Linked DNA regions of Mus musculus: region 1 is linked to region 2. Evidence: chromatin contacts called from public Hi-C data. All regions are on one chromosome and are shown on one strand. Each heading gives the region's core, a stretch centred on a gene start, on an enhancer-like site or on the middle of the called end of the contact. The rest is flanking DNA. Distances are from core to core; before and after follow the strand shown. Region 1 overlaps Spata6 (spermatogenesis associated 6). Region 2 holds the start of Spata6 (spermatogenesis associated 6).

Region 1 (3,839 bases), core at 1,262-3,761, 97 kb before region 2:
ACAGTGAGAGATGAGCTGGGACCGTTTAGGACCCTAAGGATAAACTTGAATTTATCAAAACTCAAAATAGACTGAAACCAGATCCCTTTTGGATCAGAGGTATTTAGACCTTAATGCCACCTGCCTAGAAGAGAAAACAAACCCCTTCTTCATGAAGAAACTAGAAAACATTTTAAACATATCCAGAACTATATCTAAAAATAAGCAGAATACCCAGGGCCAGGGTACTGTCACTGCTAAAGAGAAAAAGAAAAAAAAGACAAAGATGCAAATACAAACATATTCTAAATACTGACTTATAGAGAAAGGCACTTTAAATTATTTTTTTGTGATTAATATAATCAAGAAAATTGATGGTATGTTGAAAAATGACATACATTTTTAAAAATTTCAGGTATGAGTCCAGGAAGATATATGAGGAAGGGTAAACAGCACACTGGAATCAGTAAAAATAAATAAATAAATAAATAAATAAATAAATTTTAAAAATCAGAATTAATTAATTTTCAAAATAAATAGCTATAATAAAAGCAAGCAGAATGATAAATACAAAAAGCCCAGAGCTCAAGATGACTCAGCGGTTAAGATTACTGGCTGTTCTTCTAGAGGACCAAGTTTCAGTACCCAGGATGCCCAGGTGGCTCACATGTGTCTGAAACTCCAGTTCTTGGGAGTCTGACATGCCATTCTGGCCTCAGGAGGCACACAGTGGTACACAGACAGACATAAAGGCAAATTACTAAAATAACACAAAAGCTTTAAAAAAATTTAAGAAACCTGTGAAATAGAATCAAAAGATCTAAAAATATAGTTCAACATTCAAAAAGTAAGACATGGTATTCTTAAAAGGCATGCTTGAAGAAATAATGGGCTAGAATCCTAAATAAGCCCTGGTTGAGCAAGCTGAGCTGGCTTAGCACCTAATCTCAGCTTTTACAACATGGATAAGAAAATCATGAATTCAAAATCAAAAGGCAAATTCCTAATCCAAAACTCAAAATGCTTCAAGATTCAAAGTGAGTGTCAGCAAAGTGTCACAAACAGAAAATTCCACACTGTCCTCATAAAATGGGTCAAATCAAAGTAGAAGTCAAGATTTTAAAAGTACTTAGATTCTTCTATACAATCATCTTTAGGTGTTAGGTATATTTAGATGTATGTAAAACATAAATGAGATTCATGTAAAGTTCATCTCATTCCCAAGATCTCTCCTTCCCACTCTCCTCTCCTCTGCTTTTTTTTCTCATTTCTCCATATATAAAGTTGTGTGTATTTATACATATGCAGATACATTGTATAGAAACATAAACATACACATTGTATTAAACACATGACTATCCAAATTCTTTGTCCCTCAACAACGTCTTCTTAGTTACATTTCAATCAAGTGTGTGTACATCAAAACACTGTGTATAGCAGTATATTAAGCATTAGCCTCAAATTACAAATACAGCTGACTGACTGAGGTATCCTTTGTAAAAGATCAATTCTTAATACTGCTATTATGCCCTTAGATAGCATGTAAATGAATGAACATATCTAGATCCCAAGAATTTGCTTGGGGAACATAATTTGCTGAATCTGTGAAAAAAAAGAAAAGTGAAGATATTCATGTTACACACACAGTGATCAGCTAAAGAAACTAGACATGAAATCATAAAATTTTGTAATGTTGAAAGTTCAAAGCCATATCAAACTCATCTAGATACTGTCATATATTAGAATACTTTGGTGTCTGGTGGAAAGGGCCCTAAGGCATTACCCAGAGTAACTGGGGGTACCAATCATGTTGTGACTGACCTGGATGCTGTTTCACACACCGTACATTTTGTTAATATTCATTCTATTGCACAAAGAGGTATAATACATATGAAGGAGGTAAAAAGTTAAACTACCCAAATAATAGTACTAAAACTCCATAGGAAACACATACAATGAAATGATGTGACAAAACAGCCTGTTAGTATAGCACCTAAACTAACAAAGGAGGCTGGTGTCGACATGTTGTGAAGAAAAAGGCAGGGGAGAACCAGGTGGCATCCACCTGGTGACTTCAAACGTCTCAGAAGCTCAGTGCATCAGCTTGTGGGTAGCCACCAAAGGCAGATGTTTCCAACTCCTCCAGCGGTGAGCGCAGAGTCACAGGAAATTCCACAGGAACTAGAGCCACCTGGGATCTATTAACTCTCAAAACTAACAGGCAAAGTTTCCTTTCTTCATAAAACCACACAGTAAAATAACACCTGGGAACAGAATCCAAATTAAACAGAGAAATAGGAGGAAAGAAAATTTAAAATTCTATGCAAATGGAAGAGAAAGAAAGCCAAGATATATCAGAAACTGTACTGTATATTTGGGGGGAATAAAATTATTTTAAAAATTACACTAAATTATATTTTGTCTCTGAAACTTCAGAAAAGTATTGATAAAAATATAAGTGGTAGAGTGCTTACCTAGTATGTGTGAAACAGTAAAACGCTTAGGAAGAAATAATTTCACAAAGAAAGACCATGAGTTGGTGAGAGAGGAAAAGACAGCAAACAAAAAGCTAGACAGCATCCTTCCAATCCCGAGGTCTGCACTGTAGCTGTGCTGCATCTTCACTGAGGGCCTGATGGCCTCTCCGCAGGGACCCTGACCCTGCCAAGGGTGTCAAGCCTCAGCTGCAATCCCAGATCCCTTCATGCCTTCAAAACCAGTAGCAGGTCTGAGACTTTTACAAATTACATGCCATGTTCAGCTGTCAGCCTGAGATGCAGCCTAAAGCTGCTCCGGACCACAAGTTCTGTGTGCTGAATTCTGGGGAAAACTTCCTAGAAATTTGACATCAGTGATACTGTTCCCTTATTAATTAGTCACAACTGATTTTTTTTTTTTTTGTTAGCCCAAGCTAAGTAGCATCAATTGTCCCAGTGGAACAAAGATTTTTAGTTCCTCAGATTCATGGTCAAAAATATCTCATGAAAAGCCCCAAAGATTCTCTTAAAGATCACCAAGCCGGCCTTCAGTTCCCTCTGCATTATCTTCCACGTTGCCGGAACAGCTCACTGTGCTTGGAGCACTAACTGGATTTTTGAGTCCAACTCTTCAAAATCCTCCTCTACCTCCCTCCCACAGAACATTCCAAGGCAAAAGCACCACATGGTCATATCCATTCCAGCAAAATCCCATTCTCTGGTATCACTTTGTGTCCAGTTTGCTTCTTTTTTTGCTGTGATAAAACACTGACTAAAAACAACTTGGGGAAGAAAGTGTTTATTTGGTGTCCACGTTATGGTCTATCATTGATGGAAGCCGAGGGAGGAGCTCACATGCCCACATTTGGCTGGGCCTTCCTACATCAACCATCAAGAAAATGCCTCACAGACATGACCAGGCCAATCTGATGGCGGCAATGCCTCTGTTGAGATTCCCCCTTCCCAGATAAGTCTACATTTTTTGTTAAGTTGGCAAAAACTAAGCAGCATCTGTGAAAATTAGACCCAACATATTGTCACAGAAGTTCCTGAGAAAGAACTCAAAGGCCAGGAAACAGAAAAAATGACAAAGAATTATAAACATGTTCATAAAAATTTAAAATATATAATGAAACCATAAAACAGCCCTCAATAAAGAAATAGTACAATGTCTGAATGTGATTAATAAGCTTCAAACACTCCCCCCTCTCTCTTCCCTTTGAATACCTGCTATAAAAAAATTACAAGGAGGTCAAAATATCTTTAGCGAATAGTAACCTAGGAATTTTATATGCACCTAAACTAATGACATAAAAGCTACAGATAAAATACCAAAATTCACAAACACTGGTCCAATGAGTCCACCTATAGCAACCTATTAAA
Region 2 (4,321 bases), core at 1,550-4,049:
CCCAAGGTGACATGCCCCCTCTACATGATTTCAGTATTAGTCTAGACTTAATGCTTGTAAGCTATTATGAACCTTCATTTCTAAATTTCCTTTGAGTGGTAGATTATAATGCTAATAAAAAGAATGAAGGAAAGGAGGGGAAAGGGGAAGCAGGCCAAAGTGAGCTTTTAAGCAGTGGTTCTCAACCTGTGGGTCCTGACAGCATAATGGCCCTTTCACAGGTGTTACCTAACACTCTCACCATCGGAAAACGCAGATACTTACATCATGATTCATAACAGTAGCAAAATTACAGCTATGAAGTAGCAACAAAAATAATTTTATGGTTGGGGGTCACCACATCCCCATAGTGTGAGGAACTGCAGTAAATGGTTGCAGTATTAGGAAGGTTGAGAGCCAGTGTTTTAAAGTGAAAGGGACTAAGAGACCTGTGAGTTTCCAGCTGAGTTAAGTCCCAAGTACTGACTAAATGCTATTCGTTTTCAGGGATTCATTATCTCTTCTGTATTCTCTAATAAATGTGTTATTTGCTATTTAAAAAAGTATATCTGTTTATATAATGACAATGATTACCTAGAGCCACGAATAAGTGTGTATATATTTGTTTATAGCCCAACAATGGCAATAGTTACCTATAGTTATGAATAAGTGTGAAAAACTGGTTTAACATAGAGCTTCTCATATTACAGTTTTGACCTTTATATAATGCAAATGTATAAAACATTTAAACATAAAATTACAACTGAAAAGATATTTAAAATATTTGTGGACCTATGACTTCTCTCTTCAATTAAAACCAAATTAATCTTGTTTAACTTGTGTGGTTATCAATGGTCCTTTTTGCTTCTTCTGTACATGAGAAGCATTTAAAAGGCTTAAGCTGGTTAGAAAACATAGAACAAAGAATAAAGAGATGAAATGGAATGTATTGGAAGATTTGAGGAACTATAAAATATTGTAAGTCAAATGTTTATAAAAGTAGGAATATTTGCACCAGGATACCTTGGCGATACAGCTATCCATTTTCTTCAGTAAACTGTATATTAAGAAAGCAGCATAGTGAAATAAACTGTCTCTGACTCCCTTGGGCTATAATCACAACAGAGTACTTCCTCTTAGCAAAGGATTGGCGACCAGGGCAGCCAGCCTGCTAGGCAACTGCAGTCTGTCAGGCTGCTAATCCATTGGTTACAAAGAGAGGAAGCAGCAGCCAATGACAAAGTTATGGACTGGAGTTCATTTTTTACTCACTGCTCTGAGTTTGGCATATTTAGAAATCATTATGCATTATTTTGGTAAACTAATCTTACTTTGCAAAAAAGCATTCCCAGAAAGTCAACTTGTGATGCAAGCACTAAGGACTAGGGACAGTATAGTTTCTGAATAAAAATTCCTGCCTCTTAAACATAAGTCCCAGAAACTTGCTAGCTCTCCGCCCCTGCAGCTCCCTGCCCCCACCCAAGCTTCTCCTTAAGACTGAACAAAAGACTTGAAAGAATTTTGTGACTTCTATGCTGGTTTAAGTTCAGGGCTGCTGCAGCCACAAGGAGAGGAAATGAAGGCCAGAAAGAAGTGAGTGCAGCAAGCGTGGGGTAAGTGCAGAGAAAAGCTTAGTTTGGAGGCCAACAGGGGTGGGGGTGGTAATGCCAGAGAGCCCCTTGGGGCAGGCCCAGAAAATGACAGGGAATATGTACTGTTATCCCTACTTATGCAGTGATACCAACAAGTAGGCTGAGTCTTAATGAGGGCATTTCAAGGATAAAGGCGTGAAAAGCAGCAGAATAAGAAATTGAAGAGGTTCTCCTAGAATGCCTCTCCTCTAAGGGGAGAAAGGGGGTCTCTTGGGAATGACACTGAAGGACTTCAAAAATCTCTGAAGGAGACTGCAGTTATCAAAGGGAGTTGGGGCTTCTCAACACCCGGAAAGACCTCAGCCCCTCACTGGATGGCAGGAGGGGCTCCCCACCTCAACTAGATTTACTGAAGGAGGCTGGACAGAGTCCCCTGAATTGAGAGTAGATGAGTGGAGTTACAAGCTCCAAGCAGTAGTTGTCCGAAAAGCTGACCAGGTCTTTCTTGGGAGGATTGGAAGGATGCAAAGTCTGGAGTGTTTGGGTACTGGAGGGAAGAGCTGAAGTGGCTTCTGAGGAGTTGGGTTTATTCTGAGAGGAGAAACTAAGAAAACTTGGTGCAATGACGTCACAAGTAAGTTGTTTTTGGAGTTAGGGACTCCACCATGACTGAAAAGGCGTTCCTACTTTAACTGGAAGCTAGGGGAAGGATCTGAAAGCGGAAATGCTACACACCCCAGACTGGAGCAAGGGTTCAGGAGTTCCTCACCAAAAGAGTAAAGCAGAATTCAAAGGAACTACTGCCCCAGGAGCGGAACTCCGAAGTGGTGAGGAAGAGATCCAAAAGCACTCCAACTGGAAGTTGGGGTGAGGCCCCCGAGAGGCTGGAGTGGGAAAGCACTGGAGATTTCCAGGAGTCCCCCAGGGCCGGGGGCGGGCAGCGGACTTGGAGGCTGAGGCGGGACAGGGCCGGTACTCACAGAGCGGATCTCCAGCGCCAGGGCGCATTGCAGCGCCTTCACCTTCGGCATCCGCGCAGGGTAGGGCGGCGGGGAGGGACCCCGGCCTCCGGCCCGACTACGGCGGGAAGACGCGGGGCGGGACGAGGGACAGGGAGGAGATGAGGTGGCGGCGGAGGTGGCAGCTGTGGCCCCCAGGCCGGGGCCCGCGGTCCAGCCTGGGTCCCGCCCGAACAGCAGCTGAGCGCGGGGCGCGGACTCGTTGTCATGGCAGCCTGGAGGGGCGGGGCCGGAAGAGCCACGCCAAGGCCGGACACTACGGAGCAAGAGGCAGTGGGCGGGGCCCGGATTGTGGTGGGAGGGGCTTCAGTGGGTGGGGCTGAGCGGCTCTTCTGTGACGTAAAGTTATGAGTGCAAATCATAGGAAAGGGAACAGCTAGCTGTGCTGTGGGCCTCAACCCAGAACTGAGAACCCTGGGTTTCATGAGCAAATTCAGTTAGGAAAACTGAAACTACAGGCTGACACCTGTAGTTTCAGTTTTCCTAACTATCCTATAATTAGTAATCTTCCTTGAGTTTGTATTTTATGATACAATTTACAAAACCAATATAAGAAATAGGAAAATATCGCCCAAGACAAAGGCAAAACAGGGCTGGAACCCAGGATCTCTCAAGTAAAATCCCAGACGCCTTCTGGAATCACTATTATGGTCCTCTTATTAGTCACTTGTTTTGTGATTCTCTGTCAGTGTGCCCCTATTTCCTTTCAGGATTTCCTGTCTAGTTCACCACTACGCAAATCTCAATGCCTGTTGCCCAGGCTGAACTCTCAATAACAGACTCACAGAATAGAGGAGCCTAGCCATAGACCTTCAAAGATAAAAAGAACCTAACAAACTGTCGAGTTAAAGTCCATGTTAAAGTTAATTTTAATACATTAACTTTAGAGCACATTCTAACAATGGAGAGGAAAGTACCTGTGATTTTATCACCCAGTTGAGAAACAGGATGTTACTGAGCCAAAAAAAAAAAAAAAAAAAAAAAAAAGAAAAGAAAAGAAAAAGAAAAAGAAAATGCCTTGAGCATTGCCTTACCAACTTTTCCCTGATAGTAAACCCTGCAATGACCTCCATTACTGTAAGTCTTCTATGCATTTCCAAACTACATTCTGCTCAATTTGTCTTTTTTATGTTAAATAGATTTAATACTTATATATTCTGTGATTTGTTTATCTCCTTATGATACAGAAATATACAACGACTTATGTGTACATTCTTTATCCTATGTACTTTTGATGAGCACTTGTATCGTTCATATTTTAGCTTTCATTAACAATACTGTTATGAAGGTTCTGAAATATGTTAGCAACTGAGAGGTAGTTCAGCAATTGAAAGCACGCTGTTCCAGAGGACTAGAGTTCAATTTCCAGTACCCACGTTGGGCAGCTTACAGCTACCTGTAACTCCAGCTACAGGGGATTTGGTGTGACTTCTGGTATCCTGATAGACTTATGTGTATGTATACATGGAAACACAGAGATAAATAATTTTTAAACCTTTAGAATATGTCTGTTAATATATGTGTATGTATTGAGTTGGAAAGCCTGTGCAGGCTTTGCACATGTGGGGTCTTTAGAGTAATACGCAACATCTTCCAAAGCTGCACCAATTCCTGCTTCATCAAGAAAAATATGACTGCTTTTTTTTCCACTTTTTGCACCATGGATGTTTGCACTTTTAGTCTCTGTATTTCTGTTCATCGTCATGCTTTAGTCTTGCATCTCTGACTACT

The links. A called contact is a pair of places that touch in the nucleus more often than the background predicts.
Region 1: a contact with region 2 is called in a Hi-C map of DN3 thymocytes, with 4 times the contacts expected there. The contact joins the enhancer-like site here to the promoter of Spata6 in region 2. A contact is called at or near these places in 1 of 39 promoter capture datasets (the C10 cell line), 3 of 484 Hi-C or Micro-C datasets (DN3 thymocytes, nephron progenitors and pro-B cells), 2 of 115 datasets of contacts at active chromatin or transcription factors (bone marrow-derived macrophages and embryonic stem cells) and 3 of 9 other capture datasets (adipose tissue, liver and pancreatic islet).

The regions. Positions count from the first base shown.
Region 1 is chr4:111,815,938-111,819,776 of GRCm38.p6, reverse strand. All of the region lies in intron 11 of Spata6 (spermatogenesis associated 6), which reads right to left. Among named protein-coding and RNA genes, the nearest start is that of Slc5a9, 85 kb to the left of the region's middle. Within about 2 kb of position 2,511, at least 25 of the 459 cell types and tissues checked have an H3K27ac peak or open chromatin away from gene starts, as enhancers often do. A contact at or near this core is called in DN3 thymocytes and pro-B cells, where this site is marked.
Region 2 is chr4:111,718,488-111,722,808 of GRCm38.p6, reverse strand. It overlaps Spata6 (spermatogenesis associated 6), which reads right to left and starts at 2,799. Exons shown (of 13, transcript NM_026470.3): 1 at 2,552-2,799. The coding sequence starts at 2,602. It overlaps Gm33192 (a long non-coding RNA gene), which reads left to right and starts at 1,460. Exons shown (of 2, transcript XR_376552.3): 1 at 1,460-1,592.